2 separate regions of the Gossypium hirsutum genome follow, and region 1 is linked to region 2. A link is a contact called in public Hi-C data. All regions are on one chromosome and are shown on one strand. Each heading gives the region's core, a stretch centred on a gene start, on an enhancer-like site or on the middle of the called end of the contact. The rest is flanking DNA. Distances are from core to core; before and after follow the strand shown.

Region 1 (5,014 bases), core at 87-2,586, 150 kb after region 2:
AACCCTAAATAAAAATCATAATTACAGAAAGACATAGGAACGTTGCCTAAGATTTCGAATGATAAATACCCGATAATGAATGCTAGTAAACCCAAAATTCAAGATTTTCAAAGGATCACCAAGTATTACATTTCCAGTTATAAATTCAAGATTTTCAAAGAGTATTACATTTCCAGTTATAAATTTGATAACCCGAGACATTATTACCACAATATTTTTCACAATAACTTGACGTCAACCGGAAAACAATAAAATTCAATATTTTTTATATTTAAGCAATGGTTTAAGAAAATTAAATCAAGCCATTGATTAACAGCAAGAAAACAGACAAAACCCATTCTTAATTTTGCAGGATCAAGATAAATTAATAGGGAAGTAAATCCCTAAATGAGAAAAAAAAAGAAAAAGGAAACAAAGGAACCTTACCTAAGATTTTGAATATTAAAAATCCGATAGTATATGCAAGAAAACGAAAAGAGAAGTTCCGATAAACTGCTACAAAGCTTTTCAATTCAAAGCCCAATTCCTTTTCTTCTCTTTTCTTTCATTGTCTTGAGAAAATATAGCGTCAGCTTTTCTGCTCCATTGCTTACGCCAAAACAGAGAGAAAGAAGCGTTTCTTTTTTTAATTTATATTTTCATTTTTTAGAAAGAAGAGAGAAGGGGGAGAAACATTCGTAGACCGTTGGATTAGTTGATTTTTTGACCTCATGGATCCGACAGTTTGGATCTATTTATGATTGCCAAAAGGGAAAATTCAATCTGTTCTGATTTTCCTTATTATTTTTGTGGGCGAAGACTACAATAATCTTTTACTTCAACCATTGGATTTCAACCATTTATGCTTGAAACTTGCTATAACCACTTTTCTTTTGGTCCCAACTAAAACCTACAATCAATCAACATAGAAGCAGATGAGATGGAGAAGAAATTTCAACGTCTTTTTCTTTATGTTCTTTAATCTTCGGATCTTCTCAACCCCGCCCCACTACTGTCATTTTCTCGTCCACAACATATTGTCTTTTTTCAATCAACATATTGTCTTTGCTTTCTTAAACTTGATGGGTTTTTACATTTCTCTTTGTTCTTCAATGGGGGTGTCGGGTGTTAGACTGTTTCTCCCATAAGTTTATCCTTGCATGCAAGGGTTTCTCCCAATAGAAAGTGAATCCTTTAAGCAAATTGTTGGTGGGGTATGAGGAAAAATAGAAAACCCAAGAATATATCACCTTACAGAAATCTGAAGAATTTTTCAAAAGATGATCAAATATTTAGTTGATAACTTTTGAGAGAAATCAAAAAGAGAATCTGCCGTTGAGTTTCAAATATAAAAAAACCAGATGAAACATGAAAGGGTTTTCTATGTTGTCTTTAAAGTTTGTACAAGGTTAATTACACATCATCAATGGCTATCATTTATTGCCTTTTTTAGTTTTTCCATCCAACCGCTAAGGTGACGAAGGTTCACATGGAGTTCGCATTATAGAAGTTTGCATTGCGGCAATTCACTTTTCTCAAAATTTAAACTTCTCTTTCTAATGTTCAAATAGGATTTGATTTGGCTCCATCTCATTATTGTTTTATTATTTTTTAAAAATATTTCTTTTTTAACTTAGAAATTTCATATAAGGGTTTAAGTATTTATATTATTATTTAAAGGTATAATTATAAATTTTAACGGCATTGATGTGGCCACTAACGTAATAATACGTATAATTCATAAAAATTCAAAAAAATAATAAAAAAATATTTAAAAAATTAACAAATTTAAAAAAGGTTATAAAACTTTTTAAAAAATGTATTCATGTTAACTGTAAAGTATACGAAAAATGCCATGTGAACTTCCATGTCAATGTCATTAAAATTTTACTAGTTCAATTAGTTTTTTTTGTAAAACAACAAGCAATTTAACTAAATATTAAAGGTTGATGGCCAAAATAACCCCCAAAAAAGAATAAAAGTCAAAATGAGTAAATGTTAGGAGCTAAATTTATCTTTATACCTTAATTAAACTCTTGACTGAATTGGTGTCACGAGTCAACTGAACATCAACTTGGTTAGGGAATTACAAAAATATCTTTCCACGTCAATCACACACCAACTTAATTAGAGAATTATAAAAATGTCCCTCCATATTTAAAATAAGTTATATTATTCTAGCACACTTTAATTTTTTTTATTTTTCTAAAAAAATTAATAAATAATTTGTATATGGTAGAAATTAAACCCATGACATTTTGGGTTGACAAAACTTTAATTTTATCTTTATAATACTTTATTACCTCCATTACTTGTATATATTGACACCATCACGATAAACAATTGTAATAAATTTAATATTCTTAATCTAATGTATTTAGGTGTTTAAATTTCGTTTTACTCATAATTTAATATATATTATTTTAATATCGTACATGTTGTATGTGTTGTTATGGTTAATTAGTTTCAAACGATATACTTTCTTATTTATTGTATGTTATTTTTAAATACATCTTTTTAAATACGTAATTTTCATTTATATAGTATGAAATTTCTAATAATAATAACGTTGGAATAGAAACCTAATGGGAGCTTCAGATTAAAAGGGGTTTGGGTTAAAAATAAAGAGTTTAATATTAAATTTTATTTTCTTTTAATTACTTTATTGCAATTTTCGTCATAATTTTTTTTGGTAATTTTATCACCACATTATTAAATCCCTAATTAACGTTAATTGTACACATCACTTGGTAATCCATTTTTCCACAAAATTGAAACATGAAATTTGAATTTTGGGTAAATTTAGAATAAAATAACGATCTTTTACATGAAAAAAACATATGTAATAGTAAAATATTAATTCAAAATATTTTAACAATTCTAGATTATTTGAAAAATGTGAAGTTACTTTTTTATCTCTACAATTAATTTTTAAATTAAATTTAAATAATGTATTTTTAATTATTGCTATTAATTTTTTAATTCGTTATTTGAATTTTTTAATATAATTAAAATATATTAATTTGTTAACAGTTCAAATATAATAAACAGATTTTCAAATACCCTATTAAAATATTTATATTTTGTAGATCAATAAATCTTTTAATAATATTAAAAAATTCAAATAATATTTAAAATATTTTTTCTATTTTCAATGTACAATATAATTTTATTGTACACAATCCTTTTTTAAAAAATAACTAATTAACGTTATTAAAATATATTAATTATTTTGATAATTCAAATATAGTACTAATAAAAAAATTTCTATTATTAAAGCATTTATACAAACCTTGAAAATTGTTAGATGGTAAAATAAACTCTTCATTATTCAATTTTTATTTTTAATAGTAATAATATTTAAATAATATATATTTAATATGCATAAAAATAATATCAAGTAAAAGATAAAAAATAAAAATATTTTTTAAATGATTATAATTATAAATTAAATTATAATTATTTTAAATATGTAATTATTATAACTTCTATTAAAAACATAATTATTAAAAATTTTATTTTACTTTAAAATTTTTAATTAATAATTCTAAATTAAATATTACATTTATTTTTAAATGTGAAATTAGTAATAGGATGAAAAATAAATGATATTTTAGTCAGTTCAAAAGTTTCTTCAAATTTGTGTTTTTTATATATAAATGAAAAGTAAAAATAGTCACGGGTCATTTGTCTTTGTGATAAATGACTTGATTACTATTTGATAGTAATCAACTTTTCATTAAGTAAGATGTAATGGTTACCATAAGATAAAATACGATCATATTGGGAGAATGAATTTATCCTAAAGAGATTAAAGATATCATATGAGGGTAATACACTTATGAGAAAGTCATTGGATGAACACTTATTAAGTAGCTTTAATAATGATATGTAATTAGGGAGAGCTCAGTTACGATACTATAGTAGAATAATTTCATGATTAAATAAGTTTTAAAAGGTAAAAAGTTGGAATTTAATTATAAATTATTTAAGCACTAATTATATATGTTCAATTAATCCCTCCACTATCTTGTTGAAACTAAAATGAATTACATGTAAAACCATATGAACGTAAATGAATGAAAATGATAAAGATAGAGAAATGAATCGCATTTACAAATGATTGTGTTTTCTTACTAAGTATAAAAATGACTTGAGAATTAATTTAAGATTTTCAAATTATTATTTAAATAATTATAATTAAATAATTAAAGTTCTAAAATGGAATTAAATTAATTTGTCATTATGAATCCATTGAATAAGAAAATTAAATATATTTCATTATAAATTCTTTTACGGTAAAGTTGCCATGACTTTAATGGAATTAGAATTGTGTTGATAAAATAATTTAATTATGAAATTAATTTAGTTAATTTAATTAATTAAATGGACAATATTTATTTAGGAAAATAGAAAACAAATATTTTATTGAATTAAATTATAAAGTGTTGGGTTAAAAGTTTAGGAAACACATATAATTAAACCCAATACATTAGAGGTTCAATCTACCTCATATAACATGTGAAAGGCAACAACCTTAAGGGAATTTAAGAGGGTATGCGGCCCCTTCTCTCCTAGTTAGGCTAGGAGAATGTTTTCTATTAAATAAATATTATTTTTTAAACCTTATTCAACCATGATTCTTCTATCTCTCCTTATATATAAATGACACTGGTTTATCTAAAATACACATTTCTTGATTATTGAGTTATCATTATTCTGCTAGAAAAAAATGCTAATTTATTTACTCAGAATAAATTCTATTTTCTAGGAATTACGATTTTTACCGGTTTCTATAATAATATCGTTTCTTGTTCTATGTTTGGTTTGTGTTGCTCAAGTCCGCACTCAATTCAATTCAAGGTATGAGGAAAGCGAAGAAGACCGTTAGGTTGAAAGTCAGAATTTACATGATCCATCTCGCACAAAGAACATGTACTTTTGTTGCGAATTTTCTTATGATGTGTAAGTGTACACAGTCACAATATTAGAGTTATCGTCTCCACAGAGATTGATTTTAAAGCAATAATTTGTA
Region 2 (5,249 bases), core at 2,127-4,626:
CTCCCATTTATATAGGGAAATATAAAAGGTTGGCCCTGACGGAAACGTTGGGATTATTGTCTATCATTCATGGTTGCAAGTACAGAGTGGGGGGTGATGAGATGGGAGCACTAAACTTGGGTGAAGTGAAAGCTGCTTCAGGTAATGATGAACTTTAATTCTTAGAGGTGTTGCAGGGCTTTGCATCCCCCATATTTTCTTATCTCCTCTCTTGAAACCCTCCAGATGCATTACAAATTTAACACTTATGGATTGCAGGGACTCCTCTCCTCAACCATCATTACCTAGTTTAGGGAGACTTCACATAAGAGTTGTTGTTATGAGCAAAAAAGGGTGAAAATTAGCCAATGAAGGCATCAATTTAGTTTTACTTTCGTCTGTTTTGATTATTGATTCGATTATATGTTTTAATAATTCAAAATATGAATTATTTATATTTCTATTTATTATATAAAATAATAATAATAGACTACAATGACACTTTTATAATTTTTCTTGTCATTTCTATTTTTCTCACTTCATTTTCATGACTCGTAAAAAATCATAAATGTCAAATTATGCAGAGTAAGTAACCCAGCAACACGTTATTCCTGTTTGAGAAGCACTCAGCACGGCAAGCGATAATTCAAAATCTAAATGCCACGCAACTTGCTTCCATAAGTCTTTCTCATTATGAAAACATAATTAATTGTCTTGAATTATTTTGGCATAATTATTTTTTTGTCATCAAATTTTACAAAAAATAATAATTTTAGTTCTGATCTATTTATTTATTTATTTATTTTTCTCTTTTAACCTTTGAATCTATATTTTCTGTCAAATCATTGTTAAAATAGATGAAAAAATTAATATTTATTAATTTTACTGATGTGGCATACACATGGATTACCACGCAAATGACATGTCAATATTTCAATAATTTTTAAATTTTAAAAAATTGATTAAATATTAATGTATTATTTATATATATTCAACGTTAATAAAATTAAAAAAATACAATTTAAAGACTAAAAAAATAAATAAAAAGTTAAAATAATCTTTTTTATAAAGATGAGTGCCAAATAAATTATTACGAGCTTCCTAAATAAAAACCTTGTTACCTGTCCTCCTTACAACTGAACTAATTAGACTTTTTTTCTCCCATATTTTTTTCTTTTTAGAACGTTTCAAAATAAAATCATTTTCATACTTTTTTTATTATAAAAATTATAATTCATTATTATTTTAAAATTTAAAATTTTCATATTTAGAAAAGAGTTTTTTTTACGACTAGTACAATTCAAACCTAGGTCACACCTAAGTCGATAAATACCTTTGACCATCAGGTTATTAAATGGAATTCTATACAAGAAAAAAAGAGAGTTTAAATTATATTAAAATAATTTTAAAAAGTCATTTTTTAAGTATTCAATAAAATATATTTTTAAAAGAATTTTTAATTAATATGGTACACATTCTAACCCTAAATCAATTCTCTTTAATAATAACTAACAACGTCTTAATTTATGACAAAAATATTATGTTGTAAATCACCTCCCATTATCAAAAAATTTCTCTAGCCTTGATACATCTCAGAATACACCTCCCCACGAGATGCGTATTATATTGGCAAAACGGTGGCTCCAGATCATAGTTTTGGACCTGTTTTAAAGGGCAAAACGAGGTGACAAGAAATACCGGAGCGGATTACACGTTCTATGTACCAGGCTTTCACAGGGCAGTGGGCTTTCATATTGCTGCTTGATTGCCCCCATTTATGGGCACTGCAGCAATGCACTAGACAGTGACATTTCCAAGTTGGTGGTGCCGTATTTCCCAAAATTTTTGTTTACCTCTCTAATCTTATCTCATTTCATTTTCGCTTATTTCAATTCTGTTAACAGGGACGACTTCTTCTCGACGCCTTTTCACTTTTTCTCCAAAACAGTGCTGATGGGAAAATGACTTTCATATTCATCACCTTATCCTATTTACCCACACTTGACCCATCAAAACTCCCATTTACAATGAAATTGACACTTGGGAAAGGGGAAAGGACAAATTAAAAAAAGCTCTAGTGTTTCATATGTATGTACAATACGGTCAATGACCCCGTTGGAAAAACAAGCAACCCAACTATTTTACACTTCATTTACAACTCTAAATAGCAACCGGATTGAACATGACCCGAGTATTCATCTCCCACGTCCATTCCTGTCCACATGTAATTTCTCAAATTTAACACATAAGCGGTGTGGGGCTGACCGAAGCCTTGTGAACCAATCACCAACAGTTTGTCTTCCCATGCGGCTATATGAGCTGTATTGTATACTTCAGCTGGCAGCTCAGCTACTGCTTTCCATGTACCAGCTTCGAGTCTTGCCACATCACCCCCTCTACACATGTATAATGTTCCATCAGTTGCCACGCAAGTTCTGGGAGACATGCCCTGTCTTAAGAAGTTCTCTTCCACTGGGCTCCACTTCCATGTGGCAACCTCGAAATGCTCGGCGCTGCTTCCGAATCGGCCTTGCCTGTCTGTACAATATCCGCCGATGACATGGAACTTTCCCAGGTGGAAGATCCCCTTGCATTCGTCACGCTCTCTTTCCATGTCAGGCAATGTGACCCACTTGTTGGCTGCCACATCATACGCCATTGCTGATCTCAATGCGTTTTTCTCCTCGTCGTGTCCACCGGCGACATACACCATCCGATCCGAATCTGATGCGCATCCAAAGAAGATCCTCCTTACGCCCGGCATGTCAGCCCCACGCCGCCAAGTGGCCGATAAAAAATTGTAAACATAGACGTCGTTTCGGACATCAAAAGTGCCTGGATCCAACCCGCCCATCACCACAAGGTTTAACCCCACTCCAACAACTTGACAAAACATCGGCAACACATCGGAACTCCCAGGAACCGGTGGCAGCTCACACCAGTCACCGGTGTCAGGCTCGCAAAGCACGATCCGATAAACAGGCATGGCATGGCATTTCAGACCCGAATTTTGATTCGGGTTGACTCGGCTTTGGGTCATCAGCATGACATGTTTAGTACACCCAGCGGCTTTTCGTTGACGGAAAAACGGAGGCGAATGAATTTCGACCTTCCAGTCTTTACAAGTTGATGAAATATTGGAGAATTTGTTGTAAGGGACACGAACTAAACACTGAAGGGCTATATCATTGGGAAGACCAGGTATGAGTTCCATGATCTGACGAGTCAAATGTAAATTTTCTTTTTCTTAGGAAAAAAAAGGAGAAAGTGCTGGTTTTTTTCAAAGGAAATTGAGGATAGAGTAGCAAATTAGGATTGAAGTTTTGGGTGGGAGAATAGAGATTGAGAGGTTCTTATAGGGAAGTGGATGAGTGCAAGTTGAAGAAGAAGACAGGCACCGAATAGACAATGGGAGACCATTGTATCATTGGGCCGTTGGTCTGTTAATATGCTACGCTGTTTTCAAACTTATCTTTTATTAAATGTTAAAAGACTTTTGCTTTCACAAATGAAATCATGATTTCTTTGATCTAATCTAGAAAATGTCTTATATCACAGACAGTTGCTACTACTTTTTAAACGCATTTTCTCAGCTCAAAGTCAAGCCAATATTTCTTTTAACAAAGTGTAATATTATATATGGCTTCAATGGATTCTACTGCTGTTGGTATTGCTATATATGCTCTTTAAAAAATGCTTCAATGGATTCCTCAGGCTTTGAGCTGGCATCCCAGCACCTATAGGACTTATTTTAAAATATAAATATATTTGTTTTTTACTGTATTTAATTTTGTCACACATATTTTTATAAATTATTTGAGTATATATATTTAAAACAGAAAGTATTTGATAGGCACACAATACAATTATACATATAAAAAATCATCTCAAGATAATAATAAATAAAATTAGAAACTTAGACATGAAATTAGAGGATTGTAACATTTAGTTCGAATTTTTCTCCAATAATGTACAGAAAATAATATTTTTTTATTATTGCATTTTTTTAATGTAAACACATATACGTTTTTACTTTCCAATATTTAAAAAGAAAACATAAAAGTGAAAAGCAAAATAATAATAAAAATAAATAATAAAATTTCATCTAACGACTTGGAACACGGTATGTATGATACAACATATGATCATTATTCATTCAAATGTTACGGGTTACAGATCAAAACTCGTGATCATTGCGCACAAAGCATCTTATAGACGTCAACTTACAAAATGGGGTTCATTTGACCCGCTTGAATTGACTTGATTCGTGGAACCCATGGAGAAACCCATTTACTTAAAGCATTGGTGACCCACTCCAGTAAAACTGGAGTTATCATAGTAAATAGTGTAAACCCTAAATGAATAAAGTTGTATAGAGTTTAAATCTCTTAGGGCTCTTAATTGTAGATAGATTTTAATCTTGACCGTCGGTGTAACTCAATCTATACCGTTGGTTTTGGGAGAGTTCAACTATAACTAGAGACCTTCCCCCAGTTGTATGGACTCGATTGTAATCCTTCATGGTAATTGATTACTATCGAGAGCATTTACTTAAACACTTAGTGTCTTAGAGAATTTTTGTAAAAATTTTTAACTCTCAAGAATAAGTTGATTTAGGCAAGATTTGAACCTAAAAAATCACCTAAGGTAACGCAATTTGTCAAACTAAAAATCTAATCCTATGACAGAATAGGTTCCTTAATGTTACGTGAGACTTGGAGATGCTTAGGGCTTAGATCCATCTATATATATATTGTTATAGTTTTAAGGATTAATATGTAATATTTCCATGAACCATTGTTTTATTGATTAAGGAACAAAATTACAATCAGATCATATAAACGTGCATTCAAGCAGTAAAATAATATATCCGAAAATGTCATGCATTTTAGCCACAATTTGGAGCTCACTTAAATCCTACTGCAACTTTTATTTTAACGTTAGGATAACAACACAATAATAAATTTGATGGAAAAGGTTCAATGAATCCTGTGAATTCTCCATGTGACAATACTTAACTTGCTTTTTCTTTTTTAACTTCTCTTTCCATTTTTAAGTATTTGTTTTTAATTTTTATACCATTTTAATTCTAATTTTAAGTTAAATAAAAATAAGATTTTTTTTTAGTATTATGTGAAAATAATAAATTAATATGAAATTACACATATTTATATATTTGCCCCTTCAGATTTTAGAAATATCAAATTTTAATTTAATGAATTTGATTTGTTTGGTAGGATTGAATTTTTAAATTTTAAAAAAGGTAAATT

What was found. Hi-C and Micro-C count contacts between places; a contact is called where the count stands out from the background.
Region 1: a contact with region 2 is called in a Hi-C map of leaf, with 2.3 times the contacts expected there. The contact joins the promoter of LOC107913929 here to the promoter of LOC107914207 in region 2. A contact is called at or near these places in 2 of 34 Hi-C or Micro-C datasets (both in leaf).

What each region holds. Positions count from the first base shown.
Region 1 is chrD10:8,427,949-8,432,962 of Gossypium_hirsutum_v2.1, forward strand. It overlaps LOC107913929 (E3 ubiquitin-protein ligase At1g63170), which reads right to left and starts at 1,337. Exons shown (of 5, transcript XM_016842595.2): 1 at 427-1,337.
Region 2 is chrD10:8,275,260-8,280,508 of Gossypium_hirsutum_v2.1, forward strand. LOC107914207 (F-box/kelch-repeat protein At1g80440) reads right to left here and starts at 3,377. Exons shown (of 1, transcript XM_016843033.2): 1 at 1,934-3,377. The coding sequence starts at 3,193. The coding sequence ends at 2,132. LOC121222368 (a long non-coding RNA gene) reads left to right here. Exons shown (of 2, transcript XR_005919605.1): 1 at 1-141; 2 at 259-475.